Regions from separate parts of the Sus scrofa genome. Here all the other regions are linked to region 1. The links are chromatin contacts, called in public HiChIP or PLAC-seq maps. All regions are on one chromosome and are shown on one strand. The core of a region is the stretch at or near the end of the contact, and the rest is flanking DNA. Distances in the headings are between cores, read along the strand shown. Region 1 holds the start of CCDC63 (coiled-coil domain-containing protein 63). Region 2 holds the start of ARPC3 (actin related protein 2/3 complex subunit 3). Region 3 holds the start of FAM216A (family with sequence similarity 216 member A).

Region 1 (3,185 bases), core at 481-2,980:
TTGAGAACTACCTTGAGCCAGGAACTGTGCTAAGTGCTTTACAGTCCATGATCCTCCCCAGACTCCATGCATTAGGTTACTACTATTATGTCCTTTTTGCAAACGCATCCAGGACTCATCGGGGTTACCTGACTTGTCATGCAGCTAGAAAATGGGGAAGCTGGGATTTGAACTCAGGCCTCTCTGACCCCCCAGCTCAGAGCCCATTACAGCCCTTATTGGGCCTTTGATGGAGAAAATCTACCATAGGCTCCCAAGGCTCTGGGAAGGGTGCCCTACTCTCCCTGTCATTCTGCTTGCTCCAGGCATAATTCTTGCTTTATTTACTCAAACACTCTAACTTCTTTTCAGCCACAGGGCCTTTGCTCATGCTGTTCCTTCTGCCTAGGATGCTCTTCCATCTACTCCCTTTCCTTGGTTTACTCTTACTCATCCTTCCCAACTCCAATGAAACATCACTTTATTCATTTATCCATGACCCAAAGATAGTTGCTGAGCACTTCCCAATGCCAGGTAAACATTAGTAAATAAAATGTACATGACTCCAGCTTTCCTGGAGTTTACAAGCTAATGGAAGAGATAATAAATGAATAGACATGCCACAATTGCAAGGGAAGCATTCCCTGACTCCCCTGCCCTTTGGTAAGAATAATTAACTAATTAATTAAATTATTAATTATAAATTAACCATATGATTATGAGTGCTGGTCTCCCCTCCTAGGCTGTGAGGCCAAGGACTGTGAGGCTGTACCATGAAAGTTGGTATTATTATTATCCCCATTTCATAGATGAGGAAACTGAGGGACAGAGAGTTTGAGCAAATTGCCCAAGGTCACAGAGCTGGTAACAGGTGGAGCCAGGATTTGAACCTATGGCTCCAGGATCTATGTTTTCAATTGGTAGGTTATGAGATGATTAGGAAGAAAGAGAAAAGAAAGAAGTAAAGAAAGAAAGAAAGAGAAAGAAAGTAAAGAAAGAAAAAGAAAAAAGAAAGAGAAAGGAAGGAAGGAAGAGAGAAAGAAAGACCTCATCAGTGGTTGTGCCTATTTTGGCCAGCCAGGTCCCGCAGGAAGTTTCAGAGCCAGGCCCAGCCACAGCTGCCTTCACCTTCCCTGCTGCTGTGGGGCAGCCCAGGGTTGCACAATACACTGGGAAAATCCTTGCCACCCACCAGCTTGCTTTGGGCCATGGGGAGGAAGCAGGAGAAGACAGCTTTGAATGTGAGAGGGACTTTCTGGGATCAGCATTCCAAACTTCTTTGCTGGATAAACTGGGGTCTCAAGAGTTCCATCTCACAGCTCCTCAACCCAGCCCAGAGTTCCAAAAAGTGCTTGATAACTCTGCCCCAGTATTCTAGAGGACACATTCTCACAAGTCTGTGAGCCAATAACCTGGGTTTTCTGGGATCTTCTGTGTTCTCCTACTAAGAAAGGATTCTGGCCACAAAGACCCTGGGAACCGTTTTATGCAAGGCTGGGGCCAAGGAACAGAGCCAAGCCCTTTTTATACAAAGGATTTTTATATTGTCTTGTGTTACTGAGTTTGTATAATGTACCAAGCAGTGTGCTAAGAATTTCACGTGGATCTACACCTCCAACAGCATATAGCAAAAGTCTTGGCTCTGACATAATTTTGTTCCCTTTTTTACCAGCTGTGTGGCCTTGAGCAAGTTCCTTCATTTTTCTGAGCTTCCGTTTCCGTTTGACGTTAGCAAGATGGAGGTACTTGTCCAAAGTCACATGCTAGTAAGAAGGAAAGCCACATTTTTCCACCCACAAAACTTTCCTTAGTTCTTGATATCTGAAAACGTATTACTGTTTGTGGGCAGGAAGCGGGCAGAGCTGATTAAGACTCTACTGCTTTCAAGGAGATTACAATCTTCAGAAGGAATAGCAAATGCGATTTTTACCTGATAGATATCTTGAATCAGTTGGTAATGGCTGCCTGCCTGACCGCTGCATCCCGGCTCTGCGGAGAAAGGATGCCAGGATTGATTAGTAATGCCTGCTGAGGGATTCCAAGTGAGGAACTATTTGCTGTGCGTTTGGAACTCGAAACACCAAAGGTAGAGTTTAGAATGGTCTTTGAGGTGGCCAGACGGAGACTGCTAAGAATAAAGTGAGGGTCTGCATGGAACGCTGCAAGGGGAGGGGAAGAAGAGACAAAATTTGCATTTCAGGGAAAACTTTGGAGATGGGAGATTTTCTCTGAGGGGAAAGGGGTGGACTGTGGCTGCGAAGCCGTGTGTGGTGCAGCTCTCCAAACTGGAGGTCTCTGGGAAGACGGGACAGTACAGTCGACTAAAGAGTGCATAGGCTCTGGATGAAAAGAAACCTGAATGCAAGCCCTGACCCGTCATTTATTTAATGTGCAACTTGGGACCTATAGATTAACCTCTCTGAACCTCAGTGTCCTGTTCTGTAAAATGGGGGAGGGTTAATGGGTTGATTGCTTACTTTGCCATAGTGAACACTGACAACAATAGTACTTGCTGGTGGTGTTATCAGCGCTGCCCTTCTCTGGACTCCGGGGGGGTGACGCTCACTCCGCAGCAGGTGAAAGTGGCGCCCCTTGGTGCGCCAACACGAATGATTCCCTGAAGAAGCAGAAGCCCAGAGAGGTTGTTCCTCGCCTAAGTCACACAGCTGGCACATGGCAGACCTGGTATTTGAACTTTGGTTTGACTGCATAGTCCAGGCTTGTAACTACCAGGACCTCCTACCCACGACCAATTATTTGCCAATTTGGAAAACAGTTCAACATTCATGACGGTTGGGACTTTGGGAGAGGGCTTAAGCTGTGTAACTTACCCATGTGGATTTTTCTGCAGGGGTAGGGTAGCGAGTGAACTCATTTTCATGCCTGTGAAGACCCCGAGCACCGTGCCTGGTGTGCAGTGAAAGTAACTCAGAGCAGGAGGGTTGCTGGGAGGTTGAACCCCATTCTGAAACTGAGTGAGAAGGACAGCCCTAAAAAAAAAGAGGGTGGCAGTAGAATTTTCAAGGAAAGGGAAGCAGATGAGTCCTTGGGCTTGGGGCAAAGAGGTAAAGGGGCTGAGGAAACAGACTTGGGGGCTACTGGTGTGTCGATCTGCAGGGACATCTGTCAATCAGTTTGGGTCCCACAGGGGACAAGGGGGTAGCTGATGAGCGTTGGTGAAGGGCTTGAAGCACAGCTGTGGGCAG
Region 2 (3,185 bases), core at 209-2,708, 320 kb before region 1:
TGAAAAGAGAGCTGGGCCAACATTGCACTATAATTCTTTTACATTATTTTTCCTCCTTTTGGTCTGTTTTTTTCCATCTCAGAATCAAGTAAAGACTGTGGTGACTCATCAAATTTATTAAGTTTACTGAGCTTTCAACTGGTGTTGAAAACAAAATTAAATTAAGAAGTCAAGTCAAATAGTCTGGCAGAGGAATTGAAATGGGTCAGGACAAGGTCGGTAACCCAGACCACACTCTTAGAAACCATGAATGGAACTCAGCACAGACCTTTTCTGGGAGCAGGGAAACCGTGTCTAATATAACACAAATTACATTGTTGGCAGAACACCTCAGAATGTGTCAGAAGAGTTTCAGTATCTGAAAAGAATGGAGCTCTCTGAACAGTAAAAAATGGTTCCCCCCCCAAAAAAAAGAGTACCAAGAAAGAAAGCAAAGATATCAAATTCAGAAAAAGAGAAGAAATGAAGAATAGCTGAAGGAAGCAGATGTAGATAAGGAAGAGATTAAAATATGTTTTGTGTTTTTCCAGCTTGATGACAAAGAAAGAATGAGAAAATGGCGTTTAACAGAAGTAGCAGCATTAGACTAGTTCATAAGAATTGATAGGGATGATAGAAAGAGTAGTGAGGAGTTCCCGTCATGGCTCAGTGGAAAGAAATCTCACTGGCATCCATGAGGATGCAGGTTCAATCCCTGGCCTCGCTCAGGTTAAGGGTCTGGCGTTGTCATGAACTGTGGTGTAGGTCGCAGACACGGCTTGGATCTGGCATTGCTGTGGCTGTAGCGTAGGCCAGCAGCTACAGCTCCAATTCAACCCCTGCCTGGGAACCACCATGTGCCACAGATATGCGCCCTAAAAAGAAAAAAAAAAAAAAAAAAAAAAAAAAAACCCACAAAAAAACAAAAAACAACAAAAAAAAGAGTGGTGGGAATTAAGTACATTTTCTCTTTACTCTCAACAAAATATTCTGCAGAAATTGGCAACAATATTACAGTTTCTTACTGAATACAACATATACCCATGAACTTTTAATGTATTTATTTATTTATTTATTTATTTATTTATTTATTTATTTTTAGGCGCACACCTGTGGCCCTAGGGGGTCTAATCAGAGCTGCAGATGCTGGCCAGGGATTGAACCTGCATCCTCATGGATCCTAGTTGGGTTCATTACCACTGATCCAGAAGGGAATTCCCATATACCCATGATCTTAAAAGGTCTAGAGCACAATATCCACAAGCAAATAGAAAATACAAGAGAAACCTTAGACATAATTTCCCTGATTTGATAACGTCATAGGGTTAGTAGGTATTTCATACCAAAATCTGAAAATAATGGTAAAGGGTTTTGACTTACTTTCTCTAGGGGCAGGTCCTTTGAACTGACTCCTGATAGGCAGCAATGCCATGTTTCCAATGAGTTTGGTGTCGGGGTCCATGAGGGAAGAGTGATAAGCCTATAGTGACAAGCCAGGTGAGAATACAAAAGGAGAAAGAGAGCAAATGTTAGTGGGGCTGTCAAGTACACTTCCCCAAGGGGTAAAAAAAAGAGTAATCCACCCCAGATTAACTGGCTCATGAAAACTGACTATTAAATTTTGAGGAATTTTGAAATTATCACAAATTTGTAAATTAACCATACTTCAATAAAAATAAAAAAATTTTTTAAATTTTGAGGAATTTTGAGAAAATGTGAGGCAATCTGGTTGTTGAAAACAGCCATTGCAGGAGTTCCCGTCATGGCGCAGTGGTTAACGAATCCGACTAGGAACCATGAGGTTGAGGGTTCGATCCCTGCCCTTGCTCAGTGGGTCAAGGTTCCCGCGTTGCCGTGAGCTGTGGTGTAGGTCACAGACACGGCTCGGATCCTGCGTTGCTGTGGCTCTGGCGTAGGCTGGCAGCTACAGCTCCGATTCGACCTCTAGCCCGGGAACCTCCATATGCCACAGGAGCGGCCCAAGAAATGGCAAAAAGACCAAAAAAAAAAAAAAAAAAAGAAAAAAGAAAACAGCCATTGCTAAATTTAATTATATAGATTTGCAATTAAATACATCACATTAAAAACAAGGGTGATGAGTCTCACAATTCATTGCTTCCTATTTTATTTTACTTTTTAGGGCTGCATCCACAGCCAATGGAAGTTCCCAGGCTAGGGGTCGAATTGGAGCTGTAGTCACCGGCCTATACCACAGACACAGCAACGTGGGATCCGAGTCATGTCTGTGACCTACACTGCAGCTCATGACAATGCTAGATCCTTAACCCACTGAACAAGGCCAAGGATAGAACCTGCATCCTCATGAATACTAGTCAGGTTTGTTACTGCTGAACCACAATGGGAACTTCCATTAGTTCCTATTTTAAAAAATTATTTTATTGTTGTCATGAGGTTATTTACATCTTCTGAATCGTTATGGTGGAAACACTATGGTATGAGGCATCTCTTTCAACTCCATGTTCAGTGACATCACAATAGAAACTGGTAGAGTACTTACAGATTCCTAGTTCTGCTTTTTACAAGATGTCTGGGCTGAGGACAGCAGTGACAACGCTGGATCCTCAACCTGCTGAGCCAGTAGGGAACTCCCAGATGTCTAGTTTTTTGAGACATTTACTCATTCATTCACCAAACGATTACTAAGCACCTTCATGCTGATATAATGGCATGCAAGATCAGAAAGGGCTCTGTCTTTGAAGAACTTCCAGGCAAATGGAGAAGACCATTACATAAGTGATCACAGAGGAAGTTCAGGGTGCTCTATGTGCACACGGATTTAGAGTTCTGGCTTAAAATCTGGCTTTATCGGAGTTCCCGTCGTGGCTCAGTGGTTAACGAATCATGAGGTTGCGGGTTCGGTCCCTGCCCTTGCTCAGTGGGTTAACGATCTGGTGTTGCCGTGAGCTGTGGTGTAGGTTGCAGATGCGATTGGACCCCTAGCCTGGGAACCTCCATATGCCTCGGGAGCGGCCCAAGAAATAGCAAAAAGACCAAAAAAAAAAAAAAAAAAAATCTGGCTTTATCAAGATTTACTAGTGTGCAATTTGAGGCTAGTTACTGAACTTCTCTGAGCCTCAGATTCCTCTTCTGCGAAATGAGAAAACAATAATATATCTACTTCACAGTCACTGTGAAAATTAAATGGGATAATTCATATAAAGTGTGTAGCTCAGGGCCTGCCTGGC
Region 3 (3,185 bases), core at 291-2,790, 290 kb before region 1:
TTTGAATAACCCCAATAGGATTCCCTTAACAGTCATTTACAAGAAAAAACTATCTTTAACCAGAAAATCAGTTACACTTATCATAACGTGAAGGTAATGACAGAATTAAATACAACTTTAAAACTCTTTCAAGGAGTTCCGTTGTGCAGGTTTGATCCCTGACCTTACTCAGTGGGTTAAGAATTTGGTGTTGCCGTGTGCTGTGATGTAGGTCGCAGATGCGGCTCACATTCTGTGTTGCTGTAGCTGTGGCTGTGGCTCTGATTCGACCCCTTGCCCGGGAACCTCCACATGCCGTGGGTGTGGCCCTAAAAAGACAAAAAAAAAAAAAAAAAAAAAAAAAAAAGGAAAAGAAAAAAGTGTTGAAGATGTACTAGCAACAAACTGATGATTTCACCTCAAAGCAAACTAACAAACAACCGAAAATCAAATTTCTCAATGTATGATTCAATCAATGTTCATTAATGCCAGGCCCATGTTTCTCCTAAAGTTGCCTCAAATACCAGAAGTCCACATCTCAAGCTCTGAGAAACAGTAATTAGCGAGACCCCGCCTAAGCTTTCTGGGTTAACGACAGGTACAGATTCTGCGGTTAGTCAAAATAGATTCAAATTCCCGCCGTCACTTACTAGCTGTGCGATCTTGGGCAAAAACTTAACCTTTCTGTATCTCATTTTCCTTGCCTGCAAAACGGGAATAATACACTTATCTTACACGGTTGTGGAAATGTTTTTTAGCACAGGACCTGGGGCTTAAGTATGCAATAAAGATTAGCAAATATCATTAACCCCCTTTCAAAACAACAACAAAAAGGAAACCGAAGCCCAGGCTACATAAGCGAGATGCCCAGGGTCTCAGGGCCCCCAACACACACAGCCATCAGTTCCTCCCTCTGGACCCAACCTTCCTTCCTTCCTTCCACGAACCTCGACTTTTCTCCCGCCAAATCCTCACCTTTCCGCTGCCAGCGGGGCCCATGACCAGCTGCGCATAGCGAGGCATGCTGGCTTCCCCGATTCCTGGCGCCGCCACTCACACAAAGTCTGAACACCACACTCCCTTCAGCCTTCGCGCGACGCCCCCTGAGTTCCGGGCACAAGACGTACAAACCAATCGCAATTCGAATTCTTCTTGCGCCTTCTGTTTTGCCACACCTCTGATTACGGAGCGTCCCGAAGGCCAAATCCCGCGTGAAACGCGTTCTGCGAAATGCCCGGGGAGGTTTTGCGCATGCGCAGAAGTATTTGGCGGACCTCCGGTTTAGAAACTGGCGAAGTCTGGTTACCTTGGTGATAACGGACAACTGATAACCCTCTGCATCCCTAAGCCGGGTGCTTTGGTCCTGGGTTTGCGTATTTATGTTTGACCTATATGGTGACCCTGAAGATCTGCAAATTTGCAGAGGGTCTGGAATACTAAGGTTGGAGGGCAACTTTCATTTTAGAGGGAAGGTACATTTCCTTTCCGTGACGCATCCCTTCCACAGAAAGATGCAAACGTACAAACGCGCAGTCAACTGAAGAATACCCGCCCCTCCCCCAACTTAACTCTAGGATCGTGGATCTGCCCTCCCCGCTCTCCCGAAGCTATTCGGGCACTGTCCGGATTGCATCGGAGGGGGCTAGAATCTGGCGTCCGCCTCTTCATCCCCAATATTGCCGGGTCTGACGCACGCGTGCCGACAGGGGAGGGGAAAGGGGAAAGCTTCTCCTGCACGCAGCTCGCGGGCCGGGCACCTGGGAGGAGATGCCTGGCCAGGGTCCAGTGTCTGACTGGACGGAGTGCAGTGCTTCCGCAGAGCCTTCCGCAGTGGCCAGGACCGAGGGTGCCTGCGGCGGGTGAGGTTGCCGGGCCCTGAGGGGTTTGGGAGGACGGCGACCAGCCCCTGCTCGTGATCCCCATGTAGAGGAGGGGGTGGGAACTGGTTGCTCTGAAGGACTGGTCCCCAGTGTCCTGAAGTGGGAGGAAAGGAGAACCTTTGCTATGGCCGAGATGGGAAATATGGAAGCCTACGCACAGTTTAGGGGAAGGGCTTCTGAGGGAAGCTTAGGAGGAGGGTTGGTGCAGTGACTGTCTAAACACAGTGACTGCGGCAATCGCCTGGGTGCCTCTCTGCCCCGAGGGGGCGCTACGAAATCTGCTGGAAAATTGGCCGTCTGGCCGTAGTATTTCTACAGAAAGGAGTTGGCTGGGGGCACCATGGGAATAGAGGCTCAAACGAGCGCTTCCAAATCAATAAATCTCTTACCTGTGTGTGACATTAGCCACCTTTATGTTAAACTGGGATTCATAATCTGCGACAGATGACTATGAATATTAGAGGCGCCTTGATTTTGACATTTTGTTTACTCAGTAACTCCTTTCTTCATAAATCCATTTCATTTCGAGGAGGTTTTTACTATTATTTCCTGGATGCTGAAGACAATTAGCTGCTGAAGTTACTTCCTCATCCCTTGCATCCATTATTCCCTAAAAGTGAGAGCTGCCCGGTATTCCTCTCAAGCCCACAGTCATGGCTCCTGTTGCACCCCATGGCTGTCTTAATATACTTGGTGGATTGACGAATTTTAAAGATGGGATAGGGTCATGTGTTTCTTTTCTATTTTTCACAGTGCTTGGTGAAAGTTTTCTTTTTTAAATTTTTTTATTATACTTGATTTACAATGTTCTGTCAATTTCTGCTGTACAGCAAAGTGACCCATATATATATATATATATATATTCTTTTTCTCAAGGTAAAGTGGTGAAGTTCTGGATCCTAGTATATCAGGGGATCAATGAACTCTTGGTCACTGAATAAGTTGCAGGAAGAGGAAAGGGAGAGTGTTTTGTCTTAATTTGAGAATAGAAAAAATGAACTTGTACAAAATTAGAAACATTGCAGACCATCCTATCACTTCCAGTACACCTTAAATTACATACAACAAATAACAAGATAGTCCTTTCCACACCCGAATTACTTCATTAAAAGTAAAGAATATCATGGGAGTGCCCGTCCTGGTGCAGTGGTTAACGAATCTGACTAGGAACCATGAGGTTGACTCGGCTCAGATCCTGAGTTGCTGTGGCTGTAACGTAGGCCGGTGGCTACAGCTCCAATTGGACCCCTAGCCTGGGAACCTCCATATGCCACGGGAGTGGCTCAAGAAAAGGCAAAAAGACAAAAAAAAAAAAAAAAAAAAGTA

Evidence for each region. HiChIP or PLAC-seq counts read pairs in DNA pulled down with a chosen protein or histone mark.
Region 2: an H3K27ac HiChIP or PLAC-seq map of alveolar macrophages shows a contact between it and region 1. The contact joins the promoter of ARPC3 here to the promoter of CCDC63 in region 1. A contact is called at or near these places in 2 of 2 datasets of contacts at active chromatin or transcription factors (alveolar macrophages and skeletal muscle).
Region 3: an H3K27ac HiChIP or PLAC-seq map of alveolar macrophages shows a contact between it and region 1. The contact joins the promoter of FAM216A here to the promoter of CCDC63 in region 1.

What each region holds. Positions count from the first base shown.
Region 1 is chr14:32,138,593-32,141,777 of Sscrofa11.1, forward strand. It overlaps CCDC63 (coiled-coil domain-containing protein 63), which reads left to right and starts at 1,731. Exons shown (of 13, transcript XM_021072528.1): 1 at 1,731-2,065.
Region 2 is chr14:31,821,994-31,825,178 of Sscrofa11.1, forward strand. ARPC3 (actin related protein 2/3 complex subunit 3) reads right to left here and starts at 1,459. Exons shown (of 6, transcript NM_001185135.1): 1 at 1,360-1,459. The coding sequence starts at 1,459.
Region 3 is chr14:31,848,495-31,851,679 of Sscrofa11.1, forward strand. FAM216A (family with sequence similarity 216 member A) reads left to right here and starts at 1,541. Exons shown (of 7, transcript NM_001244441.1): 1 at 1,541-1,838. The coding sequence starts at 1,747. It overlaps GPN3 (GPN-loop GTPase 3), which reads right to left and starts at 1,065. Exons shown (of 8, transcript NM_001243708.1): 1 at 955-1,065. The coding sequence starts at 1,002.